Regions from separate parts of the Canis lupus genome. Here region 2 is linked to region 1. The links are chromatin contacts, called in public Hi-C maps. All regions are on one chromosome and are shown on one strand. Each heading gives the region's core, a stretch centred on a gene start, on an enhancer-like site or on the middle of the called end of the contact. The rest is flanking DNA. Distances are from core to core; before and after follow the strand shown. Region 1 overlaps DTL (denticleless protein homolog). Region 2 overlaps LOC102155131 (a long non-coding RNA gene).

What was found. Hi-C and Micro-C count contacts between places; a contact is called where the count stands out from the background.
Region 2: a contact with region 1 is called in a Hi-C map of blood, with 6 times the contacts expected there. The contact joins two enhancer-like sites. A contact is called at or near these places in 7 of 9 Hi-C or Micro-C datasets (amygdala, blood, liver and 1 more).

What each region holds. Positions count from the first base shown.
Region 1 is chr7:10,191,458-10,198,670 of UU_Cfam_GSD_1.0, forward strand. It overlaps DTL (denticleless protein homolog), which reads left to right. Exons shown (of 17, transcript XR_005361915.1): 7 at 1,033-1,145; 8 at 3,064-3,137; 9 at 4,731-4,834; 10 at 5,125-5,229. It also overlaps the pseudogene LOC607906. Among named protein-coding and RNA genes, the nearest start is that of DTL, 15 kb to the left of the region's middle. Within about 2 kb of position 4,509, at least 1 of the 20 cell types and tissues checked has an H3K27ac peak or open chromatin away from gene starts, as enhancers often do. A contact at or near this core is called in blood, where this site is marked.
Region 2 is chr7:10,490,109-10,497,321 of UU_Cfam_GSD_1.0, forward strand. LOC102155131 (a long non-coding RNA gene) reads right to left here. Exons shown (of 6, transcript XR_005361923.1): 3 at 3,863-3,999. Among named protein-coding and RNA genes, the nearest start is that of NENF, 26 kb to the left of the region's middle. Within about 2 kb of position 2,768, at least 1 of the 20 cell types and tissues checked has an H3K27ac peak or open chromatin away from gene starts, as enhancers often do. A contact at or near this core is called in blood, where this site is marked.

The sequences.
Region 1 (7,213 bases), core at 3,259-5,758:
TTGTCTTCTGAACTATGCCACTTACCTAAATTATTGATGGAATTGAAATTATTAATACATGAGCTCAGTCTTCTAATTTAAAAGTTATTGGACTTTAAAGAATTGGATTAAACATAATTATGTTCACATTTCCCCCATGATGCCATTAAGCAGAATCCAGTGATCATCTCACTACTTCCTTCCTTTTTTAAAAAATAGCTTATTTTTAATAAACTATTTTTCAGAGCAGTTTTAGATGCATGGGAAAATTGAGCAGAAACTATAGATAGTTCTCTGAATACTGATATACTTCCGATCCTCACAGCCTTTTCCCACTATCAGCATCCCATGGCAGAGCTGGACATTTGTTAAAATTGATAGACCTGCACTGATACATCATTAGCACCCAGTATCTCTCTGTACTTTACATTAGGGCTAACTCTTGGTATTGCACATTCTATTGGTTTTGACAAATATGTAATGACATATATCTACCGTTATAGTATCATACAGAATAATTTCACAACACTGAAAATTCCCTGTGCTCTGTGGTTCATCCTGCCCTCTCCCCAGCCCCTGGCAACCACTAAATTTAATTTAATTTTATTTTATTTTTACTGTTCCCAGTTTTACCTTTGTCAGAATGTCATATAGTTGAAATCATACAGTATGTAGTCTTTTGAGATTGGTTTCTCTCACTTAATATATATTTAAGGTTCCTCCATGTCTTTCCATGGCTTGATAGCTCATTTCTTTTTACCATTGAATAGCGTGCCATTATCTGGATTTACCACAGTTTATTCATACATTCATCTACTGAAGGACCTGTCAATTACCTAAGTTTTGGAATAAAGCTGCTATAATTATCCATATGCTTATTTCTCTTCTATACGTCGTAATGTCACCAAAAGAAATGTAATGCAAGAGCTCTGCTAGCTTCTAATTTCACTATTTAAGAATATAATTAATTTTGAGATCTTACGTGTAAATGTTACAATCAGCATGAGAATAAAGTTGTGAAACCTAAATCAGTTTGCTTGGAATATCTTTCAGATGGATTTTATAGGCAAGTGAATCAAATCAGTGGAGCTCACAATACCTTAGACAAGCAAACCCCATCAAAACCTAAGAAGAAACAGAATTCAAAAGGACTTGCTCCATCTGTGGTAAGGTTTTATAGCTGTGTAATGTGTACAGATCTTAATAGTAGGATAGAATCGTATTTTAAGGAACTTCTTGGGCATAAAGTAGGAGCTTTAGATTAAATAAATGAGAATCATCATTTCCTCTTGGTATCTGTGGTTTATTACTTACTACTCAGTACCTACGATAGTAGTTCTCAAACTCTAGTGTGCAACACCATCACCTAGAAGCATATTAAAAATTCATCTTCCTGAGCCTCATCCCTAGAAAGCTCCATGCACATGCTATCTATAGTATAATGTAATTCATTAGTAAAGGGGGGATAGTTTGAAGAAGCATATTAAGTATCATGTTATAGTTTTCTATAGGGGGAGGTGATCCCCATTTTTCAGACACAAACCATAAGAACTATATGTTTTTAATACTTTTTAAAACATTTGGCAAAATGTTAAGTATATTGATCCCCTTTTTCAGACACATTCTCAGACACAAACTATAAGAAATATATGAGTTTTTAATATTTTTTTAAACATTTGGCAAAATATATTGAAATATTTAGGTAGAATATAGTATCTCTAGCATCTTATAGTCAAAGTTTAAACATTGCCTGTAATACATCTTTTTTCTTTAAAAAAAAAAATCACCAGGACTCTTATTTTAGTGTGTTTATTTTTCTAATATTCCTAGTTTGTAGGACCCAAATTAATATGTTGGAGAAATGTGTTTACTAAAACATTAGGACTTAAAATTGCATACCAAGAATAGGACACAGGCATGAGTAGAAATTGACAGGGTTAAAAAAAAAAAAAAAAAGAAAAATTGACAGGGTTAATGTGGTTTTTATAAACCAGATGGAATTAAAATGAGTATCATTTCAGACAATCTAATTCTGAGCCAAGAAAACTTGTTAACAGCAATTAGGGGTGAAATTCCATTGAACTCCTTTAAATTTTTCAGAGCATGTAATCACCTTTTTTTTTTTTTCTTGGTAGTTTTATGGTTTTATTAACACAAACATGACACGCACATAAGCTGTCTATTCATTTTCTTTGCTACACAGCCTGGCATTGGGATTGGTGTCTCTGATGGCCAGCTGGGCTGCTCTTTGCACAATGGCTTTGCAGTTCTTGGAGGATACATTGTGAGCAATCTCTGCACAATAAGATTTGTTGCACATCAGCAGCACTTCTAGCTGCTCCTTGACATTGTGGATTAGGAACTTCCTGAAGCCACTGGGCAGCATGTGCTTTGTTTTCTTATTGCTCCCATAACCAATGTTGGGCATCAAGATCTGGCCCTTGAATCTTCTGCGTACCCCATTGTCAATGCCTCTGGGTTTCCACCAGTTGCGCTTAATTTTGACATATCGACATATTGGGTCTGACTGGTGCTGGATGAACTTCTTGGTCCTCTTTTTAACGATCTTGGGCTTCACTAGAGGTCTGAGGGCAGCCATGATGCCCAGCAATTGATGGCTGCCACCTCCGCAGGCGGTGCCGAGGAAGAGAGCTGTAATCAGCTTTCATACATAATTCTTTAGATCCTCCTATATGACAGTTTAAGTAGATGGTGACATTTTATAGATAAAATAGGCACAAGAAAGTTCAATGAGTTTCCTGCAGATACATAGCTTATTAGTAGAACCGATTTTTAAGTAGAACCTGTAGATTTAGACAAATCTTTTATTTACCTGTTTTTTCCTTGAGTACAAGTCAAAAGTCAACACTACTCTAGTTAATGGTGTTTAGGTCATTTTCATGCTAAAATTATTTCTTGGTCAGTATAAATATCTGATTCAGGATTATTGGAGAGGGAAGATTTAGTCTAACTCAGAATTTGAGTTGGGGAAGCCATCATTTTAGCATATTGGTGTCTTGATTGTGAAGATTATGATACCTAAAATAGGACTTTCTTCTGTCTTTTTCTGCCTTGTCCTGTTAGGATTTCCAGCAGAGTGTTACTGTGGTCCTCTTTCAAGATGAGAATACATTAATCTCAGCAGGAGCTGTGGATGGGTAAGAGCCTTTATTTCTTGGTTCTTTTGATGAGATCTCTTTCATAAACTGTGATAGGGAAGTCACCTAGTCCCATTTTAATCGAATGTGTATGCTATTTTAACTTTCAACATAGTGAATACCCAGCTGAGATGAGGAACTACAGATCACACTGAAAAATATCTAGTTAGGACTCTTGCTCAAATAATTAAATGAGGTGATCCGTGTGTCACACTTCACACATTATATAGCACATAGGAGCAGTGTTGGCTGCTGCTGCTGCTGTAGAGAAGCTAGATGGATAGCTGTCTTGTCCATGCAGTATACTTTAGGCAGTGAGTTTCATTTTAAGGAATAAAATTTCTATTTTTTTGGATTTTTTATCTTCTCAGGTTTAGTAATACCCCTAAAAGAAGGAATCTGATTCTCTATCATGGGCATATTGGAGTATAATCTAACTATAATGATAAATCCTAATGACTTTTACATACCTGCTATCTGTGATTGGTCTGAATGTTTGGCTTCCAAATAAGTTTGTGATACTTCTTGATTGTTTGTTTTGTTACCATAAAAATTCTTTGAGTGTTTTTAAGCCCCCTTCTTCGCCCTCTTACTTGTTTGTCATATCTCTCAAGACATCCCTCCCTTTGAAACTAATTTTAAAAGATGATGGCTTAATGAACTAGGATTTCCATTGTGTCTTCTGGACACCAAAACTCCTCTGTGGACCAAATTTTCAGACACAAATGGAGGATTATCTGCTGGTTATTAATTATGCTTATGAATGGCTATGAAAGCTTGTTCTGTTTTCAAGGATACTGTACTTTTATACCAAGCTTGTGTTTTCATGTAGCCTATAAATTAGATGGTGAGGGGTCCCTGGGTGGCTCATTCAGTTAGGTGACTGACTCTTGGCTTTGGCTCAGGTCATGACCTCAGGGTTGTGAGATGGAACCCTGAGTTAGGGCTCCCTGCTCAGCAGGGAATCCGCTGGGAATTCTCTCTTTCCCTCTATACCCCTGATCCTGCTCTTACTCACTTGCTCTTTCTCTAAAAAATAAATCTTTAAATTAAAAAAAAAAAAAAAAAACACTACAAGTTGAGGATTAAGACAATTATACCAATAGATGAACTAAAAAAAATACTTTATTTCTTTATTTCACAGGAAAAGTTGTTTAGACTGGATTACTTAAGGAGTTCTATGTAGAGATAAAACCATAGGAACAGCTTGTTACTTACGATGTTAGAGGTTACATGCAGAGTGTTAAAGGTTTAGGAAGTATTTGTTTTGCTTTGTTTTTTTTTTTTTCTGAAACAATGAAACAATGATCATCAAAACCCAACCTTCATCTTCCTTTTCCGCTCCCTTGAAGTAAACTCAAGGTAACCCATCGCTGGGTCAGACCACATCTGTTTCCGTTCTGCCTGAGTTGTTAGCCTGACGTTGGAAACAACAGTATGAGATAGTTTAATCTGTTTCCCAATGAGATATCCTCATTTTACCTGGTTGATGTGCCAGAAGAGTTAGATTAAAAGTCATCTCATATTCAATGTAGTTGAAACTAGTTGGATTTGGGGGGGTTACAAAATAATTTTCTTTACCTTGGTTTTTAGGGTAATCAAGATATGGGATTTACGTAAGAATTATACTGCTTATCGACAGGAACCCATAGCATCCAAGTCTTTCCTGTACCCAGGTAGCAGTACTCGAAAACTAGGTAAGCCTTTTTTTATACCCTGTAGGACTTTTTTGGAGATGTGAGTTTTTGTTACAATTTTAAAAATAAATACCAAGGTAGTTTTCAGCAACATAGACTTGAGATTAACATATGGCTGTATCTTTTTGAAATTCAAAAGATGAAAACTCAGAAGGATATTTTTGGTTTGTATATATTTGGGGGAAGAAGAATTCTGATGATCTTGTGGAACGATCTTTTTACCTGAACATTGTTACCTCAGTTCTACTTGCTGTCATCAGGACATGCTAACTAGAGTTTTCTTTTTCTAGGATATTCAAGTCTGATTTTGGATTCCACTGGCTCTACTTTATTTGCTAACTGCACAGATGACAATATCTACATGTTCAATATGACTGGATTAAAGACTTCTCCAGGTAAGATCTTAGCCATTTAAAATTAAAATCTCTACCTGGAAAAATAAAAATAAAAAATAAATCTCTTACCCAGAAACTAATACAGAGGTTTTTGTTAATGATAACTTAATGTTGATCTTTTTTCTAAACCAGATTTATTAAAACATAGGAGGACTTTGGGGTCTTTGATTAGTTTCAATGATGTTTTCATAGATGTATTTTCTTTGTGATAATTTCACAAGCAAACAAAATCTTGCTGAATATGGTGACTTAATTTTAACAGTGAGTCTTTTCTGAAATTATGCCCATTTGACTATATTTAGAATTATCTCAATTTTTGTAGGATACAAAAGGCTGTTTTCAGCTTTTATCTTGTTTGGAGGTTGTTTGTTACAATTAAGGAGCTGAATATTTTAAACCCAAAAATAGTTTTTATCTACCTTTTATCAGCCTTCTTAATGTCGGGCAGTGTCTATTTTATCTCTAGTTTTCCCCAACCTCACCTTTTTTTTTTCCCTTCAAGAAAATTAAAATTGAAATCTGGTGTTTAAAGTTGATACATGGCAGTTAAAAAAAAAAAAAGAAATGAAAGTTTCTCAGACATACTCTAAGAAGGCTATTTTGGTTACATAATTTTGAGAACCTTATCAACTGTTGAGGTAAGCTACATATTAGTACCTGGTTATTACTCAGGTATAACTCTGTTCTATAACCAATCCCTAAAGCTATCTAGCTCCCACTGAAGTAGGATTTACTATTAAATAAGAAATCTTAAAATAGTACAGAACTTAGCTAGGCTTTTTTTTTTTTTTTAATTTTAAGATTTTATTTATTTATTCATGAGAGACACACAGAGAGAGGGGCAGAGACACAGGCAGAGGGAGAAGCAGGCTCCATGCAGGGAGCCTGACGTGGGACTCGATCCCGGGAATCCAGGATCATGCCCTGGGCCAAAGGCAGGCACCAAACCGCCGAACCACCCAGGGATCCCCTTACAGAAGGTTCCAAAGTCTGCCCCAAGCCAATATTAGGAGTTTGAGTTCTGTGACAGCTTTGTAGTTGGTATTTCCAATGCCCTGGATTAGATCTGGTGTTGTCTTTAAAAGAGCAAGAATAGGGCAGCCCGGGTGGCTCAGCGGTTTAGTGCTGCCTTCAGCCCAGGGCATGATCTTGGAGACCCGGGATCGAGTCCCACATCAGGTTCCCAGCATGGAGCCTGCTTCTCCCTCTGCCTGTGTCTCTACCTCTCTCTCTCTCTCTCTCTCTCTCTGCCTCTCCTGAATAGATAAAATCTTTAAAAAATAAAAAAGTAAATTTAAAAAAATAAAAGAGCAAGAGTATTTGGAAAAGGGAAGCAGTTTATAACTTTCGCTGTTTTCCTGAATGAAATCAGAACTTGGACAGCGTCTAATTTAGATAGTCCTATAAAATAGACTTTTCAAAATCTTTCTCCAAAAGATAAAAGCATAATCCTAATTGTATTATCGAGTGTACAAGAGCTCTTTCTATGTCATTTTTTGTAGTGTGACCCTAAAGGGGTCCTTGAGTTTAGTCAAATATGCTCAAGGCAACTTACTAATAATTTATTAACTTTTTTCCTGTTCTCCTAAAATTATTTTATTGGCTCTGATAGATAATTAGATAGGTAGGTAGCTATGTTCCTTAGAGATTGAGTGACAGATGTGTAGGACAGGAGGTAATTGCTTACCTCCTGAGCTTAATACTTCATCTCCCATACTTTTAATTCACAGTGTTTTATTATACTAAGTGATGTTCACACGGATGACTCTGAAGCACTTCACTGAAGCATTTTCAGAGCCCAAGTTATTATTTTTTTAAAAGATTTTTAAAAAATTTATTTATGCATGAGAGACACAGAGAGATTGAGAGAGAGAGAGGCAGAGACACAGGCAGAGGGAGAAGCAGGCTTCATGCAAGGAGGCTGACATGGGACTCGATCCCAGGTCTCTAGAATCACATCCTGGGCTGAAGGTGGCACTAAACT
Region 2 (7,213 bases), core at 1,518-4,017, 300 kb after region 1:
TTGGTGCCTGCCTTTGGCCCGGGGCGTGATCCTGGAGACCTGGGATCAAGTCCCACGTCGGGCTCCCTGCATGGAGCCTGCTTCTCCCTCTGCCTGTGTCTCTGCCTCTCTCTCTGTCTATCATGAATAAATAAATAAAATCTAAAAAAAAATTATTAAAAAAAAGGTCATGTGAACAGGAGTTAACAGTCTTTCTTGGGCTTTTGTGCCTCCCTCAGCTCCCTCGGAAGGTGCTGCATCAAGCGGTTGTGGGAGAAGGATGGGGTGGGTGGGATACTGCCCATGTGGGTACCAGCTCCTACAGGGTGAGCCAGGTGGCCATGGTACATGGCACCCTTCTTTGAGGGGAGACACCCTGCCTCTGCCCGGGGCCATATGTCAGTTCCAATGCTGGTAGCTTTGGGCTCCCTGGGTCTCACCAAGGTTCTTAGGCAAGCAGCCTTCATGGTAGTCCCCTCAGGTGCAAGTCCTTAGGGCCAGGCTAGAAGCCAACGTGAGTGGCCGACACAGACTGGTTCTCCAAGTTGTCCTTCCTCCTTTTCCTCCCTGGGAATGTGCTAGTCACTCTTGGCCAAGACCATCTGCCTTTTCCCTTGGGATGAATTCTTTCTCAAAAGATACCAGTGGAGTCCTGGTATCCGAGCTCACAAGACACGTCTGACCCTCAGAGCAAATCCAGCCAGGTGTCAGTTCTATTATCTTCATGTTATGGGTGGGGAAACCGAGTCCCTGAATATCACATGACTTGCCTGAGGTCACACAGAGTCTTCAGAGCCCTAACACCTGGTCAGTCCTATGTTCTGCTCCCCACATGGTGCTACGCATGCATCGCCTTCCAGTTGGATGGAAGGTTGTTTCGAGATGGCCACCCTGACTGTCCAAACCCAGCAGGTTTCACACGGTGCCTCGAGGCGTCGCAGCAGTGGCTCCCACCCAGACCCTGCGTCTCTTCTTCTTTTTTTTAAATTTTATTTATTTATTCATGAGACACACACACACACACACACACACACAGAGACATAGAGGAGAAGTAGGCTCCCTGCAGGAGCCCAACGTGGGACTCGATCCTGGGTCTCCAGGATCACGGCCTGGGCCGAAGGCGGGCGCTAAACCGCTGAGCCACCCGGGCGTCCCATATAGTCTCTTTATAGTGAAGGAGCACCTTCTGAACCTTTGCCCCTGGGGATACACAGCGTTGGGTTCCTGCAGCCTCTGGACACGAACTTTTCAATCAATAACCTTGTTTTATGTGTGTTTTAGTTGAGAGACTGTCACACGTATTGCGATTCCTTAATGCTGCACCCACGGCCCAGGGCCCTGTAATTTGTGCCTGCCCGAAGCTTGCCGAACACTCCCCCTTTTCTCCGCAGCGCCTACCACAGCCGTCTTGTGCTTGGCAGCACCACACAGCCCTGCAGCACCGCCCTGGTGTAATCACCAACAGAATCACAAAAATAGAAAAAACCCAAACAGAAAACCACGTCCCTGCTGAGACTGTGAAAAGGACCCTTATTCCCAGCCTGGACGCGTCATGTCGCGCCCTCGGCTGCGAGTGTCCAGAAGGACAACTCAGATTTTCGCCACTCTGCGTGTTGGCCACGCATGACCACAAAAGAGCCCTGAGGATTGGTTTGGGGGGTGACGAGTTTTAGCGAGCAGGTAAATCTGCAGACGGAATCCATGAATAGTGAGGATCCACTGTGTCTTTATAGCTCCGTTTGCCCAGCGAAGTGCTGCGTCTGAAGGCAACTGGCAGGGGAGGTGGGAAGGGGGTGCTAGAAGGTGCAGAGGACAGAAGGTGAGGGGGTGCTCTGGAGGGTTGGGAGAACAGCCTGGGCTGTGTCCACAGAGGGCCTCGAAGCCAGCCGAGCAGCCCCCGTGGGATCTGCGCTATGACGCTGCCCTCCCCTCACACCCAAAGCACCACAGATCCTGGACTTCCACGTCTCTGCAAGCTGCTGGCTCAGGATTCAGAATTTGGTTTCCCTGCAGAAATCATGTTCGGTAGGTTGGTCCTCAGCCTAGGTCACAGAGGCCCATCCCGCCTGGTTAGGGAAAATAGTGGCATCGCAGGGCACCGACCCAAGCCCTCACCACAGACCCCCACTCACACCCCAGCCAGGCTCCTCACGGGGCTCTGGGGCCCTGAAATGCAGTGGACAGGGGGTCCTCAAGCAGGGTCTCAGGTGCCTGCTGGGCAGGCAGTGGGAGAGGTCTGTGTTTTGTGAGGTGGGGTGACAGCCAGGGTCAGGCTTTCCTGTAGGGAAGGAGCCCAGGCATCTGGGGATGGAGATGGGAAGGGGGAGTAGAGAGGAGATCCGTGAGGACAGGCCAGGGAAGGGACATTCTGGAGCCCCAAGCCTCCCTCCACTTGCTGCCCACTGTGTCACGGACAACCTCTAAGGTCATGGGCATGGGCCTGAGGGCCTCCAGCAGCTCTGAGGACATTTCCAAGAGGGGGGTGTACAGCTGGGCCCGTGTTAGAGCTGAAGCCGAGGCCAAACCTTGTGCTGCTCTCACCTCCAGAATAGGATCTCAGGGGAGTTGGGACACCCTCCTCCCACCTAGAGCTGACATATCACTGAACACCCCCCAACCCCCCTCAGACACTCTTGTTTGCCCTGCCCCCCGCCTGCTGCCCAGGACCAGCTGAAGCAGGGACGGGGATGGGGCGGAAGGAGCAGCAGGCCCAGCCTACGGAGTGGGCCCCAGAAGATACAAGCTACCGGCAGACCTAGAATCTTGCTCTGTGTGACAATGCGGCTTGTCTTCTACACGTGTCTCTTCCGTAAGGTACACCACAGCCTTCTCACGCTTAGGGACAGCCCTGGTCTGATGTGCCCCTTGCCTGCCACAAGACAGGAAAGGGTGGAGGCCTGACCCAGCCTGTTCCAGAAGCAGGTTAAACAGAGTTCACAGTTAAGCCTTGTTTAGGAAGCTCTGAGCCTAGAGCTCAGAGGAGGACTTGGGTCCAGTCAAGGAGTGCTGAGGAGTGGCCTCAAGTGACTAATGGCTGATGCCTGCTTCTAGGGGGATGAGGGCTTTCCTGCATCGAAGAAGAATGAAGCGTGAGGGTAAGAAGGCTCCTGAGCTGAGCTGGGGAGGGGGATTCTGAGACTGAGCTTTGCACACCAGCCTTACAATCAGTGCCTGCCCTACCTGAGCCTGGCCCACGCAGGGAGCTCGGCATCCTGCCCACTCTCTACCTCTGGTTCACTGGGCTCCCAGCCATGTGTGTGGGAGGGGAGGTGGCCCTTCTGGGGAGCCCTTGCCCCGGGTTATTGCAGCTTCCAGGAGGATGATTGGGGTTGAGAACCTGTGAGGACAGCAGGCATTTGGAGCAGCTCCTGTCTGATGCTCCTGAGCTGAGCTTTACGGGACCTGGAGAGTCACCAGCTCAGTTGTGGGCAGGGATATGTTTGGGAGAGCACGGCCACATCCACCATTCTTGGTACAGTTGGGCTCTTAGGAGGTTTTTTTTTTTTATTAAAGATTTTATTTATTTATTCATGAAAGAGGCAGAGACGCAGGCAGAGGGAGAAGCAGGCTCCCTCTGGGGAGCCTGATGCGGAACTCGATCCCAGGACCCTGGGATCACGACCTGAGCCAAAGGCAGATGCTCAACCACTGAAGGTGCCCCGCTTTTAGGAGTTTTGTTAAAAATGAAGTGAGTGTCCCTAGACAGACACCCTGAGAGGGCTCCAGGGCCTTTGGGGACAGCAGGCATAACACTGGGCCTTCAGAGTCAGCCGCACGACAGCAATTTTCACTTCCACCCTTCAACTGACTAAACTAACCTCCCTGCCTTCCCCCACCAGTAGAAGCAGGGAAAGATGTGGCCTGTGGGGTCCCGGACCGTTACCTGAGTGGGAGGTCCGGAAGAGGGGGAGTTTCGGACACAGGAGAAGCTCACGTCAGTGGCAGGGTGAAGGATGCCTCCCAAGAGAGGGGAAGGAAGCAGGTGGCACATCAGGAGTGGCTCATGGCAGTTGGAGTGACCTGTAACAGAATGGGAAGTAACTGACTGGCAGGTCCCAGGAGGGGAGCTGTGGACATGCAGACCTTGTGAGGTCTGCCCCGGTCCCCACCGCAGCCCTACATTCTCGCTTGTCCACCCAGAGAACATCACAGAGAACCAGGGGTCAGGAGAACAGTGAGCCCCAGGCTGCACATACTCCCAGGGCTGCCCTGCCCACAGGCACCTTGGGAACGTCTTTGTATTACTGAAGTCCTCCATGCTTGTGGGGAAGAATAATGGGAGCAAGAAACACACGAGAAGGAAGATTCTCCTCCCTCTCCATCAATGGCCTCTAGCCACTTTGAAGCCAGGCCCAATCATCCCTCACTTGGGAAAGCCAAGGATGTGAATTAACGTGTCCTTATGCCTGTGGGTGTGTCAGCGGATGTGTATTTCCATGTGACAGCCTCGACTCTTCCCCCAAGCATGTGAAATAAAGAGCTCAGGGCTTGGTGTTCCCTGTGGGGAGCGTGATGCAGGACTTGATCCCTGAACCCCAGGATCACCCCCTGAGCCAAAGGCAGATGCTCAACTGCTGAGCCACCCAGACATCCCTAGTTTCCTGTATTGATCAGAATTTTTGCATAAACAGCAGTGGGTGTGATGAGCACCTCTCAGCCCTAGCTGCTCCTTGGAGTCACCCCCAACTTCCACCCAAATCTCTACCACTGCTAACTTATGTTTTCTAAAAGGGGATTTTGATACAGAGCCAGGAAAGACCCACTGGACCTGGTGGCCAGCCAGCTCTGCTTCACCTCCCTCATCCTTTCCCACCTGCACAAAACCCTCCAAGCCCACCCTGGGGACACTGTCCCTTTAGCTCTGGGGCATCCCCTCTCTCCTCCCTCTCCAACAAGGGAGGCCCCTTGTGTGAAACAACCAAGAGGATCCTACTCTTGAGTCAAGGTTTAACCTATACAAACCACGGGTGGGCATGCTGGAGACTCAGAGAAGAGGGATACAGTCCCAGAAGATGAGAACACGGATGTCATGAAACACATCAAGGGCTTTGGAGTGAGGCAGACATGGGTGAGCCCATCACCACTTACCAGCTGTGTGACTTTGGGCAACACACTTCACCTCTCCGAACCTCAGTTTTCCCATGTTTAAAAATGGAAATAATACCTTCTTTGTATTGTTGTGCAGGTTAAATTGGACAATGTAGGTGAAGGGCAGTATCTGGCCGACAAGAGGAGCTCTGCACACAGATGCAGGACAGGGACAGGATGCCTGGGGCGAGAATTCTCCTTAGTGAGTGCATGACCTCGGGCAAGCCATTTCATGTTTCTGTGCAGAATTTCCTCATCTGCAAAACGGCTTCACCTATGTTCTCATAGGGCTGTTGGGAGGATGAAGTGGGATAGGACACGTCAAGGCCTTAGACCATGCCTGGACTCCGTAAAGTCTTCATGAGCATGTTCATCAGTTATGAAGCCCGCTCTGGCATTGGCGAGCTCATGTCTCCTGTGCCTGCAGGGCCCTGGGCTGTGTTTCTGGGAGGTGGATTGAAAAAGTTGGAGCCTGCTTCCTGGCTTTCAGGAGAGGTTGACCATATTCTCCCCACATCTGTCTGCCTAATTCCTTTCTCTTATTCCCCTATCCTGGATATTCCATCATTTTCACCTCTGCCCTGTTCTCTGTGACCTCCCCAGACACCTCTCGAGCAGCCTCTGGTGGCCTGGGCCCTGGTGTGTGTGGGAGGCACTTGGGGCTGCCCTCTGGGTGAGAAACCCCATTAGTCACCACAGAAGATGAGCCCGGAGCTGCACACCCTCCGCTGGCCAGCACACATGCCAGGCGGGCTGGGATGAATCACTTCCCACGCTGTGTTGTCATCCAGGCTCGAAACAGAGGCCCTGTGTGCAGCTTTTGTGTATAGTGTTTCTTTCCATTCCATGATTCAGAAAATGCCACTCACTCAGCCATGTGATCCCCTAATCGTCTGCCAAGGAACTGAGTGCAGAGGGTTGCTGGAAAACCCTTGAAGGACAGGGGAGGGTGGCTGTGTTTGTTAAAAAAAAAAAAAAAAAAAAAAAAAGTGGATTGTGCCCAGAAAACTGCAAGCTGGAACTCAGGAAACCATCACTGGGAAAAGAGCACTGGGGGCTCAGGTATTATGAGACCAGAGACCCGCCCGTGAGAGCATTTGTCGTTGTGCAAAGTCCCTAATGTGGTTGTGTACAGATTTCCACCTGCTCCATGCCCAGAAAAGTAATGATTATTTTCTCTGATTATGAATGTGAAACTTGTTTATGCAAAAATTCTGATCAATACAGAAAACTAGGGATGTCTGGGTGGCTCAGCAGTTGAGCATCTGCCTTTGGCTCAGGGCGTGATCCTGGGGTTCAGGGATCAAGTCCTGCATCACGCTCCCCACAGGGAGTCTGCTCTCCCTCTGCCTGTGTCTCTGCCTCTCTCTGTGTCTCTCATGAATAAATAATTAAATCTTTTTAAAAAAATACAGAAATCTATAAAAAGGAAAGGACTTATGTCCTGTAGGCTATGACCAGACGTTGTTTTCATCCCCTGAGACATTGTCCATGTGTCTTCAGGCTCAGAACCGCCGGTTTCTGTCTGGTGCCTTGTGCTCCTGGGCCACAGCCTGGGTCTGATCCTGGCTCCTGGGCCACTGCGCCTCCAAACGCATGGGGAGGTTGGACAGATCTGGACCCCAGCATTTGAGTTCTAGGCCCAACTTGGCCATTAGCTTGCTGTGTGCCCTTAGGCAAATCACTCTGAGTCCTGTTTTTCTATTCGTTTAAAAAAGGGATAATAATTGGACTGATTTGTTGAGAGGATGAAAGGCTTGAGTGGATGTGAAAACTGCAAAGCCCCCAAATCTCTTCAGATATAAAGGGAGTGCTGGCCTGATGTGGCTGCTGTGGCTCATTTAACCCCAGGCTAGTGCTGAACCAGCTCCCTGCCCACGACGGTACGCACTCTGCCCACATTGACCAAAGGCCTTCCCCAGACACCCTCAGGATTGGCTCAGAGCAGGGATGTCTCAGGCCAGGGGCCCCCAGTCATGGTGGCACCACGCCTGGACATCAGCCCAGCACTGCGGTGGGCAGGCACCTAGTTCAGAAACATTCAAAGCCCTGTTTCGTCACCAGTTTTGAACCAAGATAACTCTCTTCCCTCACCTCCCACACGGATACTCATTGTCACCAAGGCTGGGCTGATCCTCAGGGACCA